Regions from separate parts of the Macaca mulatta genome. Here region 1 is linked to region 2. A link is a contact called in public Hi-C data. All regions are on one chromosome and are shown on one strand. The core of a region is the stretch at or near the end of the contact, and the rest is flanking DNA. Distances in the headings are between cores, read along the strand shown.

Region 1 (5,337 bases), core at 1,439-3,938, 150 kb after region 2:
GCGCCATCATGCTCAGCTAATTTTTTGTTTTTGTTTTTGTTTTGTAGAGATGGAATCTTGCTATGTTGTCCAGGCTGGTCTCGAACTCCCGGACTCAAGAGATCCTTCTGCCTCAGTCTCCCAAAGTGTTGGGACTACAGGCGTGAGCCCCCACACCCCGCCAGGCTTCCGATGTTTAACGAAGACTCGCTATGGCTGTGTGAAGAAAAGGTACCCGTACTAAACAGGCGGAGGCTGGGACCTGCTAGGCCAGAGACGGTAGCTGCGGTGGCCATGCCGGGTGCACAGGCCAGGACAGGGCGGAATTCCAGAGGAACCCCAGGTTTGGGGCTGGAGTAATGCCGCCCTCACCCGTGGGCGACCCTGGAGTGGGGACTGGAGGGAAGTGGTTCCATGAGTGAGATTCAGTCTATTAGGCCTCCCAGCTTCCTGGAGTGGCAGCTGGATATGAGGTCCCGAGAGCCAGGAGAGGATGTGGTGCACAGGTCATGCCTAGAAAAGTGAGCGGGGCTTCCCCTCTGCACCCCCCGAACCAGGGCCAGAATGACCAGGCCCCAAGTGACCCTCACAGCTCTGGCCCGCAGGGAGGAGCCAGGCCCAACCCTTCATCCTGAGTCCGGCCAGCAGGGCCTTCTTCAGGTGCCCGGGTTCCAAAGGACAGGAGCGACCGCCACTCCACTGGCCTGAACACGGGCAGGGGGCGAGGGTGCAACCTTCGGGTGTAGGGAGCCACGGATGGTGTCGGACAGCCCCAGGCCCTCCCCAGATCCCTGCACCCCTGGGGTCCAGCAGCCCACAGCGCCAGGCACAAGGCCCTTTCCAAGGAGCCCAAGCCCCAACCCCCGCCATCCCCAACTCCGCATTTTCCCGGAGCCTAAAGAGGGGGGCTTGGGGCCCGGACGGGTGCCTCGGACCTGCGTGAGCGCGGGGGCGGGGCAGTGACGTCATGGCCGCGAGCGAGGCTGCGCGGGCCGCTGGCTGACGGCAGCGGAGCCCCGAGCCGCCCGCGCACGCGCTCCTGCGTCAGCGGCGCGCGGGGGCGAGGGCCAGGCAGGAGGTGGGGGGCGGTGAGCGCATCTCCGGGCGCGGAGCGCCCTCTGCCGGCACCGGGGAGCAGCGCGCCGGGGTCCGGGGTTCCCAGCGAGCCCTCTCGCATCGCCCGTGCTCCTGCCCGCGCTGTGCCCCTGGCGGCGGTCGCCGTTCCCTAGAACAGCGGCACCTGCAGCCTTCCACCCTGTCTCATCCTGCACTTTCTCGACTTTTACTAATATTTATTTTTGGCATTTGTCACCACCTATCACTACTACCTGCTTATTTTTTAATTAATTTATTTTTGAAACAGAGTCTTTTTTGTTTGTTTGTTTGTTTGTTTGTTTGTTTGTTTTTTGAGACGGAGTCTCGCTCTGTCGCCCAGGCCGGAGTGCAGTGGCCAGATCTCAGCTCACTGCAAGCTCCGCCTCCCGGGTTCACACCATTCTCATGCCTCAGCCTCCCAAGTAGCTGGGACTACAGGCGCCCGCCACCTCGCCCGGCTAGTTTTTTGTACTTTTCAGTAGAGACGGGGTTTCACCGTATTAACCAGGATGGTCTCGATCTCCTGACCTCGTGATTCGCCCGTCTCGGCCTCCCAAAGTGCTGGGATTACAGGCTTGAGCCACCAAGCCCGGCCGAAACAGAGTCTTGCTCTGTCGCCCAGGCTGGAGTGCAGTGGCGCGATCTCGGCTGACTGCAACCTCCTCCCCCCGGGTTCGAGCGATTCTCCTGCCTCAGCCTCCCGAGTAGTTGGGATTACAGGCGCCCACCACCATGCTCGGCTAGTTTTTGTATATTTAGAGACGAGGTTTCGCCATGTTGACCAGGCTGGTTTCAAACTCCTGACCTCAGGTGATCCGCCCACCTCGCCCTCCAAAGTGCTAGGATTACAGGCGTGAGCCACCGCGCCCGGCCTGATCTGCTAAACGACCCCCGGCCCCAGAGCAGGATTCTCACTCTGTCGCCCAGGCTAGAGTGCAGTGGTGCAATCATAGCTCACTGCAGCCTCAACCTTCTTAGACCCAAGCAATGCTCCCACCTCAGCCTCCCCAGTAGCTGGGACTACAGGCGTGCACCACCATGCCAAGGTAATTTTTTGATTATTTGTAGAGACAGGGTCTCCCTATGTTGCCCAGGCTGGTCTCGATCTCCTGGGGTCAAGTGATTCTCCTGCCTCGGCCTCCCAAGGTGCTGGGATTACAGATTGGAGCCACCACACCTGGCCCAGAACAGGAATCTTGATGTTTTCTTGATGTCTATCCAGGACCCTGCATCCAATGAGCGCCCCAAAAATCTTTTTTTTTTTTTTTTTTTTTTTTTTGTACAGACAGGTCGGGGGCGGGGGCGATCCGCACTGTTGCCCAGACTGGTTTCCAAGCCTCAAGTGATCCTCTGGGCTCAACCTCCCAAAGCGCTGGTATTACAGGCGTGAGCCACCAGGCAGCCCAATCTTGAATTTCACTGAAGCTCGTTTTACTCCCTCCACCTCCCAGGACCATCTCACCGCCCTTAGCTGACCCCCTGCTATATAAGGGGCCAGAACAAAACTGCAACCCCCAGAATACCCCACGACGGGGCGTTGCGTCCTTAACGTCGACAACGTCGCGTGCGCCCTGCTGGGAGTCGTAGTTCGCGCTTGCGCTCTTGCCAGGACTCCTCCTCCCAGACGTCCCTGCGCGTCGTCCTCCTCGCCCTCCAGGCCGCCCGCGCAGCGCCGGAGTCCGCCGCCCGCCAGCCACCCGCTTCCTGCCGCCGGTCGCTGCCATGCTGCCCGCCGCGCTGCTCCGCCGCCCGGGACTTGGCCGCCTCGTCCGTCAGGCCCGTGCTTATGCCGAGGCCGCCGCCGCCCCGGCTGCCGCCGCCGGCCCCAACCAGATGTCCTTCACCTTCGCCTCCCCAACGCAGGTTCGGGCGCTGCGGGTCGGGACCCTCCGTGGCCGCCGCCCCCGGAGTCCAGGGTCCCCACCCCCAGGGGGCGACCCCCCGCTTCCGGGTCCCCGAATCCGCGCGCCCCGGAAGCCGAGGTCACTCAGTCCTGGACCCTCGGCCCTGCCTCTGCCGCCCGAGCCCTGCGCTGCCCTCGTCCCGGGCACCTCCCCGAGATAAGCGCCTCCTGGGTGCCCTCCCCGATCTCCCTGGCCAAAGCCTGGGTGTCGCCGGATCGTTGCATTCCCATTTCGCGGATCAGTAGAATGAGGCGCAAAGTTGAGGACCAAAGCTGCAATCTCTGATCCTGCACTGGGCTGTCTCAGTGCCTCACATCAGCGCCAGGTCCTGCCCGGACCCATTTCTCAGCAGGACAGGCCGAGTCCGGGGTGGGCGCGGGGCCGGCCTGCCCCGCCATCATTCCCCCACGCTGTTGTCGCAGGTGTTCTTCAACGGTGCCAACGTCCGGCAGGTGGACGTGCCAACGCTGACCGGAGCCTTCGGCATCCTGGCGGCCCACGTGCCCACGCTGCAGGTCCTTCGGCCGGGGCTGGTTGTGGTGCATGCAGAGGACGGCACCACCTCCAAATACTTCGGTGAGTTCGGTGGAGGGCTGCAGGGCCAGGCCAGACCCGGGCTGCACATCCCAGGTCAGTCTCCGTCTCAGTTGAGGCTGCGAGAAAAAATAGTTCTAGGCCGGGCACGGTGGATCACGCCTGTAATCCCAGTACTTTGGGAGGCCGAGGCAGGTGGATCACCTGAGGTTAGGAGATCGAGACCATCCTGGCTAACACGGTAAAACCCCATCTCTACTAAAAATATAAAAAATTAGCCGGGTGTGGTGGCGGGCACCTGTTGTCCCAGCTACTCGGGAGGCTAAGGCAGGAGAATGGCGTGAACCTGGGAGGCAGAGCTTGCAGTGAGCAGAGACTGCGCCACTGCACTCCAGCCTGGGCTACAGAGTGAGACTCCATCTCAAAAAAAATATAAGTATATATATATACAGAAAACTAGTTGGGTGTGGTGGTGGCCGCTTGTAATCCCAGCTACTCAGTAGGCTGAGGCAGGAGAATCGCTTGAACCCTGGACGCAGAGGTTGCAGTGAGCGGAGATCGTGCCACTGCACTCCAGCCTGGGCAAGAAGAGTGAAACTCCATCTCAAAAAAGAAAATACAGTTTCAGCAGGTTTGTCCACTGAGGAGCCTGGGCTGGGCGGTGATGAAAGCGAACCAGAGGGGACCCTGCTCTCAACCGGTTTACGACTGGCTCTGGACTAACCAATGTGTGATGGATGAAGCAAGAGATGTAAAACCACCCAGGCCCAGTGGCTCATGCCTGTAGTCTCAGCACTTTGGGAGACTGAAGTGGGAGAATCGCTTGAGCCCAGGAGATCAAGACTAGCCTTGGCAACATAGTGAGACCCCGTCTCTCCAAAAAATAAAAAGAAACTAACCAGGCGAGGCTGGGTGCGGTGGTTCACACCTGTAATCCTAGCACTTTGGAAGGCCGAGGTGGAAGGGTCTCTTGAGCCCAGGAGTTTGAGACCAGCCTGGGCAACATAGTGAAATCCTATATCTACAAAAAATTAGCTGGTTGTGGTCCAGCTACTTGGGAGGCTGAAGCAAGAGGGCCGCCTCAGCCGGGAAATTCAAGGCTGCAGTGAGCTACGATCATGCCACTGCACTTCAGCCTTGGTAACAAGAGCGAGACCCTGTGCCAAAAAAAAAAAAAAAAAAATCCTCAAGAAACCATGTCAGGAGGGCTGATCAGATTAGGGGAGGAAGGTCATTTGTACAGGAAAAACGCAGTTTTAAGCATCACTGGTTTCCAATGGTAGAGCCGGGTTTGAACTCAGCTTGCTTTTGGCCCGGATCCCAGCTCAGCCATGGGTGGTGGGCCAGAGGGAGGGTCTCTGTCCCCAGGTAGTGCTTTTGGGGGTCCCTCCAGCTTCTAGTTCTTTCTTGGGGCCCCTGTTTTGTTCTCTAGGAGTTGCCCCCCATGTTGGACCCCAGGGCCAGTCCTGTAGGTCTGTTAGGACACTCAGGACACAGACTTGAGTGTTTGTCGAGCTTCTGGTTCACAGGGGGCTCTGCACTTGACCAGGGGCGTCCCTGAGGCTGTCTGGCCCCGTGAGGTCTCACACCTTCCCCCCACCCCATTCCCCCAGTGAGCAGTGGTTCCATCGCCGTGAATGCCGACTCTTCGGTGCAGTTATTGGCAGAAGAGGCGGTGACGCTCGACATGTTGGACCTGGGGGTGAGTGCCAGAGGGGACCTGAGGCTCACCAGGGCGGGAGTTGTCCAGGCTGCGGGGGAGGGAGCGCTGGGGGACCAGGAGCCGGGCTGGGGTCCCTGCTGGCCCCTCACCGTCCCTCAATCC
Region 2 (5,196 bases), core at 614-3,113:
GGTCCCACCCCAAATCAACCCAGCCCTGAATCTGTCTCTGAAAAAATTTACTCAATGCAGGGTCAGAAAACGTTAAGACCTTGAAGGCAACATAAAAATCTAGGCAGGGTAGGTAGAGTGGCTCACGCCTGCGATGCCAGCACTTTGGGAGGCTGAGGCAGGTGGATCACCTGAGGTCAGGAGTTCAAGACCAGCCTGAGCAACATGGTGAAACCCTGTCTCTACTAAAAATACAAACATTAGCTGGGCTTGGTAGCACGCGCCTGTAATCCCAGCTACTCAGGAGACTGAGGCAGGAGAATCGCTTGAACCCGGAAGGCAGAGGTTGCAGTGAGCTGAGATGGAGACACTGCACTCCAGCCTGGGTAACAGACCAAGACTCCTTCACACACACACACACACATTCCAAACCCCTGTCTGTACAGGGGTCAAAGTCTAATCACGGTGACTCAGTTCCCAAGTATGAGATGAGTGTCTCTGTTGCCAAATGTCCAAGCCACAAAGTGAAAAACAGAGTTGGAAGCCAAGATGTGGGGTGGTATGGGCTCTGGGTGTGCCCACACCTCGTAATGTTAGAAGCGTAAGAAAACCCTCCAGACTTGTGTTTATTTTCTGAGTACACACCGCGCGTCCCTGCGTGGGCAGCTGTCTCTGGGGTGGGATCCCAGGAAACTCCAGGTTCTCAGTTAAATGGTAACTGTCTCCATGACTCTCAGGTCCCAGTGCCCACATGTTATGTAAGCGGCTTGGCAACCAGACCCAGAGGTGGGGAGTCACTGACACCCCTGTGCCCACGGCAGGAGTGAGGGCAGGGACACCCCCATGCCCTCTCTGGGCACCCTCATAAGATGGGACTGTGATGAGGAGCAGACCTCAGTTTGGTTTCATTTACATTAAAAAGGCAAATCCCTCGGCCGGATGCGGTGGTTCACACCTGTAATCCCAGCACTTTGGGCGGCCGAGGTGGGCACATCACATGAGGTCAGGAGTTTGAGATCAGCCTGGCCAACATGGTGAAACCCTGTCTCTACTAAAAATACAAAAAAATTAGCTGGGTGTGGTGGCTCGCTCCTGTAATCCCAGTTACTCAGGAGGCTGAGTCAGGAGAATCGCTTGAACCCGGTGGGCGGAGATTGTGGTGAGACGAGGTCGCACCACTGCACTCCAGCCTGGGCAAAAGAGCAAAACTCTGTCTCAAAAAAAAAAAAAAAAAAAAAAAAAAGGCAAATCCCGGCCGGGCCTGTGGCTCACACCTGTGATCCCAGCAGTTTGGGAAGCTGAGGCTGGAGGATCACTTGAGGTCAGGAGTTTGAGACCAGCCTAGGCAACATAGTGAGACACCCATGTCTTTACAATAATTAGCCAGGAATGGTGATGATGAGCTGGGATGAGCCTGTTGTCCCAGCTGCTCGGGAAGCAGAGGCGGGAGGTTCGCTTGAGACTGGGAGGTCGCGGCTGCAGTGTGCCCTGATCGTGCCACTGCACTTTAGCTTGGGCAACACAGCAAGACCCCGTCTCTTAAAAAAAAAAGGTAAACGAGTTGGGGAGACTTTTCTGCCAGTTGGAGAAACGCCCTCGACGAGTCTTAAGTAGCATTCTCAAGTTGTCTGGCCTGCCGCCGCGCTGCGGTCAACCATCCGGAGTACCGTGCGCTGCCTCCCAACGCGTCGCCTGCGTAGACGCGGCCGCCTGCGCGCAAGCGAGCATGCGCAGTCGCCGACAACAGTTCGCACGTCCGGTCCCGCCCCCTTCCCCGCCTTTTTCCCCTTCCGGCCTCCCATTGGCTGGCATCGGCGCGAGGGCTCAACACCGACGCGGCTGACCAGTGAGCGCTCCGGAGGGCGTGGCCGTGGGAGGGGAGGTGCGGAGAGCCGACGCGCGTCCATTGGTCGGCTGGACGAGGGGAGGAGCCGCTGGCTCCCAGGCCCGCCGCGATGAACCTCGGCCGCCTTTGCCGCCTGCTGAAGCCAGCGCTGCTCTGTGGGGCTCTGGCCGCGCCCGGCCTCGCCGGTACCATGGTGAGCGGGCGCCGAGGCTGTTGCCTGCCCGGTTACCGTTGGGGCGGGCGCGCGATCCCCGTCTCCGCTCGCCGGCGCGGGGAACCCTCGGGCTCCCGTGACCTTGGTGGGGGGCGTCTGGGTGGCTCCCCCTCCCCACCCCCGGCCGGGCGCGGACGCGGGTGACCGCACTGCGACGCGCTCCGTGGCCCTCCAGGCCGTTGCGGGCACGCGGGCTGGGTTCGGGGAAGGGGAAGGGGCTGTTCAATGCGCGCGGGTCGGGGTCCGGGAAGGGGCTGTCCAGGCCGTTGCGAGCGCGCGGGCTGGGGTCGGGGAAGTGGAAGGGGCTGTTCCACGCGCGCGGGTCGGGGTCGGGGAAGCGGCCGTCGAAGCCGTTGCGGGCGCGCGCGCCGGGGTCGGGGTCCCGGCTTGCAGGGGGCGGGGTCCGGGACGGCTGGGGCGGAGCTGGGCCGTTGGGGGCCACGGGTGGGTGTCTCCGGGCCGAGCGGGGCTGCTGCGCCCGAGCGGTTGTGGGTGCAGAGGGCTGGAAACCCCGGATCACGCGCCCCCGGGCGCCGCCCCGCCCCCGCGGCTTGGCCTAGCTTGGTGGCGTCACAGTCGCACAGTCCTGACTTCGGCCTCCGGGCCTTTGTCCCCGGCAGCGGCGCTCGGGGTGGGGGAGCCAGGCGGGGCGGGAGACGGGCGGGTATGGGCCGCGCGGGCGCAGGCTCCTCCAGGCGCCGCAGGCAGCGGTGCCAGAGCCGGGGCAGACGGCGGCCGCGAGCCCCTCGACGGCGGAAGGCCCCAGCGTGCAGGCGCAGGAGGGCGCGGCGCCGGCGGAAGGAGCCCTGTCCCCGCAGCTTGGGACCGGAGATCCACGAATGTCCCGAATCCCAGGACCCGGTGCGCGCGGGGCCCTCACACCTGCTGCTGTGGCACTTTTTGGGGTTGGAACCTTCTCTCGGTCTCCGGGTTTCCGGTAAAACGGGACCAGAGGCACAAGGAGGCGTGTGCGTTTGAGGAGGAGGAGCGTTCAGGTTTTCAGGGCCCCAGGGCTCCGGTGTCCCCGCCACCGACCCGCTCCGCATCCCTTCCTGCCCCAGGGCCCCCGGCTCGGCCTCCCGTCCATGCTCCCTGCTCAGCCCCCTTTGCCTTGCAGTGCGCGTCCCGGGACGACTGGCGCTGTGCGCGCTCCATGCACGAGTTTTCCGCGAAAGACATCGACGGGCACATGGTTAACCTGGACAAGTACCGGTGGGCGCTCGCCTGCGGTGGGGCGCATGGCCGGGGCCTGGGAGGGGGCCCTGGTCTTCTGCGCTTGACCCCCGCCGACTCTTGCAGGGGGTTCGTGTGCATCGTCACCAACGTGGCCTCCCAGTGAGGCAAGACCGAAGTGAACTACACTCAGCTCGTCGACCTGCACGCCCGATACGCTGAGTGCGGTTTGCGGATCCTGGCCTTCCCATGTAACCAGTTCGGGAAGCAGGTGGGCGGCTGCTGCGTTCCCGGGGCCCGCAGAGGCCGGTGGGTGGGGGTGGGCTGTGGCCTTGCAGAGGCCGATGGGTGGGGGTCAGGGTGGGCTCCGGCCTGGAGAGGGCCTCGGAGTGTGCGGGGGCCCCCGACGCACTCAAGCACACCTTGGCCACCACAGGAGCCAGGGAGTAACGAAGAGATCAAAGAGTTCGCCGCGGGCTACAACGTCAAATTCGATATGTTCAGCAAGATATGCGTGAACGGGGACGATGCCCACCCGCTGTGGAAGTGGATGAAGATCCAGCCCAAGGGCAAGGGCATCCTGGGAAAGTGCGTGACCTCTGGGGACATTACAGCTGCGGGGTTGGGGGGGCTGTGTGGGGGCCTGCTGGGATGTGCACACCTCCCTGGGGGCAGAATGGCTCAGGGGGCGGTTGAGGTGGGGGTGCTGGGACTCTCACACTGTGTGGCCTCCTGGGGACAGGATGGCTCAGGGGGCTGTGGGGGGCTGCTGGGACTCTCACACTGCGTGGCCTCCTGGGGTAAGATGGCTGGGGAGGCGTGGGGGGCCGCTGGGGACACTCATGTCCATGTGGCCTCCTGGAGGCAGGATGGCTAGTGGGCCCGTGGGGGGCTGCTGGGGACGCTTACACCCATGTGCTTCTTTTCCAGTGCCATCAAGTGGAACTTCACCAAGGTAAGGGGGCTGTGGGGGGTAGGGGACCAGCTCCCCCCGGCCACAGCCCTGGCCCACATGGGCAGCGGGCAGGAAGGGCAGCCTCAGCCCCTTGCAGGGGGCCACACCCACGGTGCCCCACAGTTCAGACACTGTCTCTCCACAGTTCCTCATTGACAAGAACGGCTGCGTGGTGAAGCGGTACGGACCCATGGAGGAACCCCTGGTAGGTCCTCTCTAGGGAGCCTGCTTGGGGCAGCGGCTCGGGAGCTAGCTGCCCTGACCCAGCTTTTCTCCCCGACAGGTGATAGAGAAGGACCTGCCCCACTATTTCTAGCTCCACAAGTGTGTGGCCCCGCCCGAGCCCCCTGCCCACGCCCTCGGAGCCTTCCACCGGCACCCATGACGGCCTGCTTGCAAACCAGCTCCTGGTGAGGCAGACCCGAAAATCCAGCGTGCACCCCGCCGGAGGAAGGTCCCGTGGCCCGCTGGGCTTGGCTCGGCGCCCCCACCCCTGGCTGCCTTATGGGAATAAAGAGACAAATTGGTCTGCTGGATCTTTCTGCCTAGGGGCTTGGGGGGGCCCTTTTGCCAGGCACCCCTCCATGTCAGGGCCAGCTGCTGTCACCTGCCAGGGAGTGCCATGAAGGTGGAGTGTTGCCTCCTCTTCCTCCAGGCTTGGGGGCTGTGCTGGCTGGGGTGCTGGGGTGCAGTGAGATCTGGGCCCGTTGGACACCAAGCCCTGGGCCTTAATCCATGCAGCCCTGCCTGGTATGCACAGGTAGGGCCCAGTAGGGCTGAGTCTTGGAGAAGATAATTTCAAGTGGCTGTTCTTCCCGGCCCCGGGTCTTAACCCGTTAGGAGGTGGCTACTGGGGCCGCCTCTGGCCAGAAAGCAGAAGTATAGAGGCCCGAGGAACAGCGTGACCCTGGTGGTGGGGATGGGTTGGGCACCCACACCTGCCCTTGGGGCCTCACCTGGCTGGGGGGTATGGGGGTAGCTGGGTGGTTACTGTTCACAGAGTCCCTCCATGAGGGCTGGGGGTGGACA

The links. Hi-C and Micro-C count contacts between places; a contact is called where the count stands out from the background.
Region 1: a contact with region 2 is called in a Hi-C map of fetal cortex germinal zone, with 2.3 times the contacts expected there. The contact joins the promoter of ATP5F1D here to the promoter of GPX4 in region 2. A contact is called at or near these places in 2 of 14 Hi-C or Micro-C datasets (fetal cortex germinal zone and liver).

The regions. Positions count from the first base shown.
Region 1 is chr19:1,911,388-1,916,724 of T2T-MMU8v2.0, forward strand. ATP5F1D (ATP synthase F1 subunit delta) reads left to right here and starts at 2,689. Exons shown (of 4, transcript NM_001261689.1): 1 at 2,689-2,937; 2 at 3,401-3,554; 3 at 5,126-5,214. The coding sequence starts at 2,797. LOC114673974 (a long non-coding RNA gene) reads right to left here. Exons shown (of 3, transcript XR_013409423.1): 1 at 5,244-5,337; 2 at 3,717-3,770; 3 at 2,701-3,631.
Region 2 is chr19:1,765,428-1,770,623 of T2T-MMU8v2.0, forward strand. GPX4 (glutathione peroxidase 4) reads left to right here and starts at 1,864. Exons shown (of 7, transcript NM_001118889.2): 1 at 1,864-2,018; 2 at 3,157-3,251; 3 at 3,339-3,483; 4 at 3,649-3,800; 5 at 4,143-4,167; 6 at 4,313-4,372; 7 at 4,451-4,703. The coding sequence starts at 1,935. The coding sequence ends at 4,483.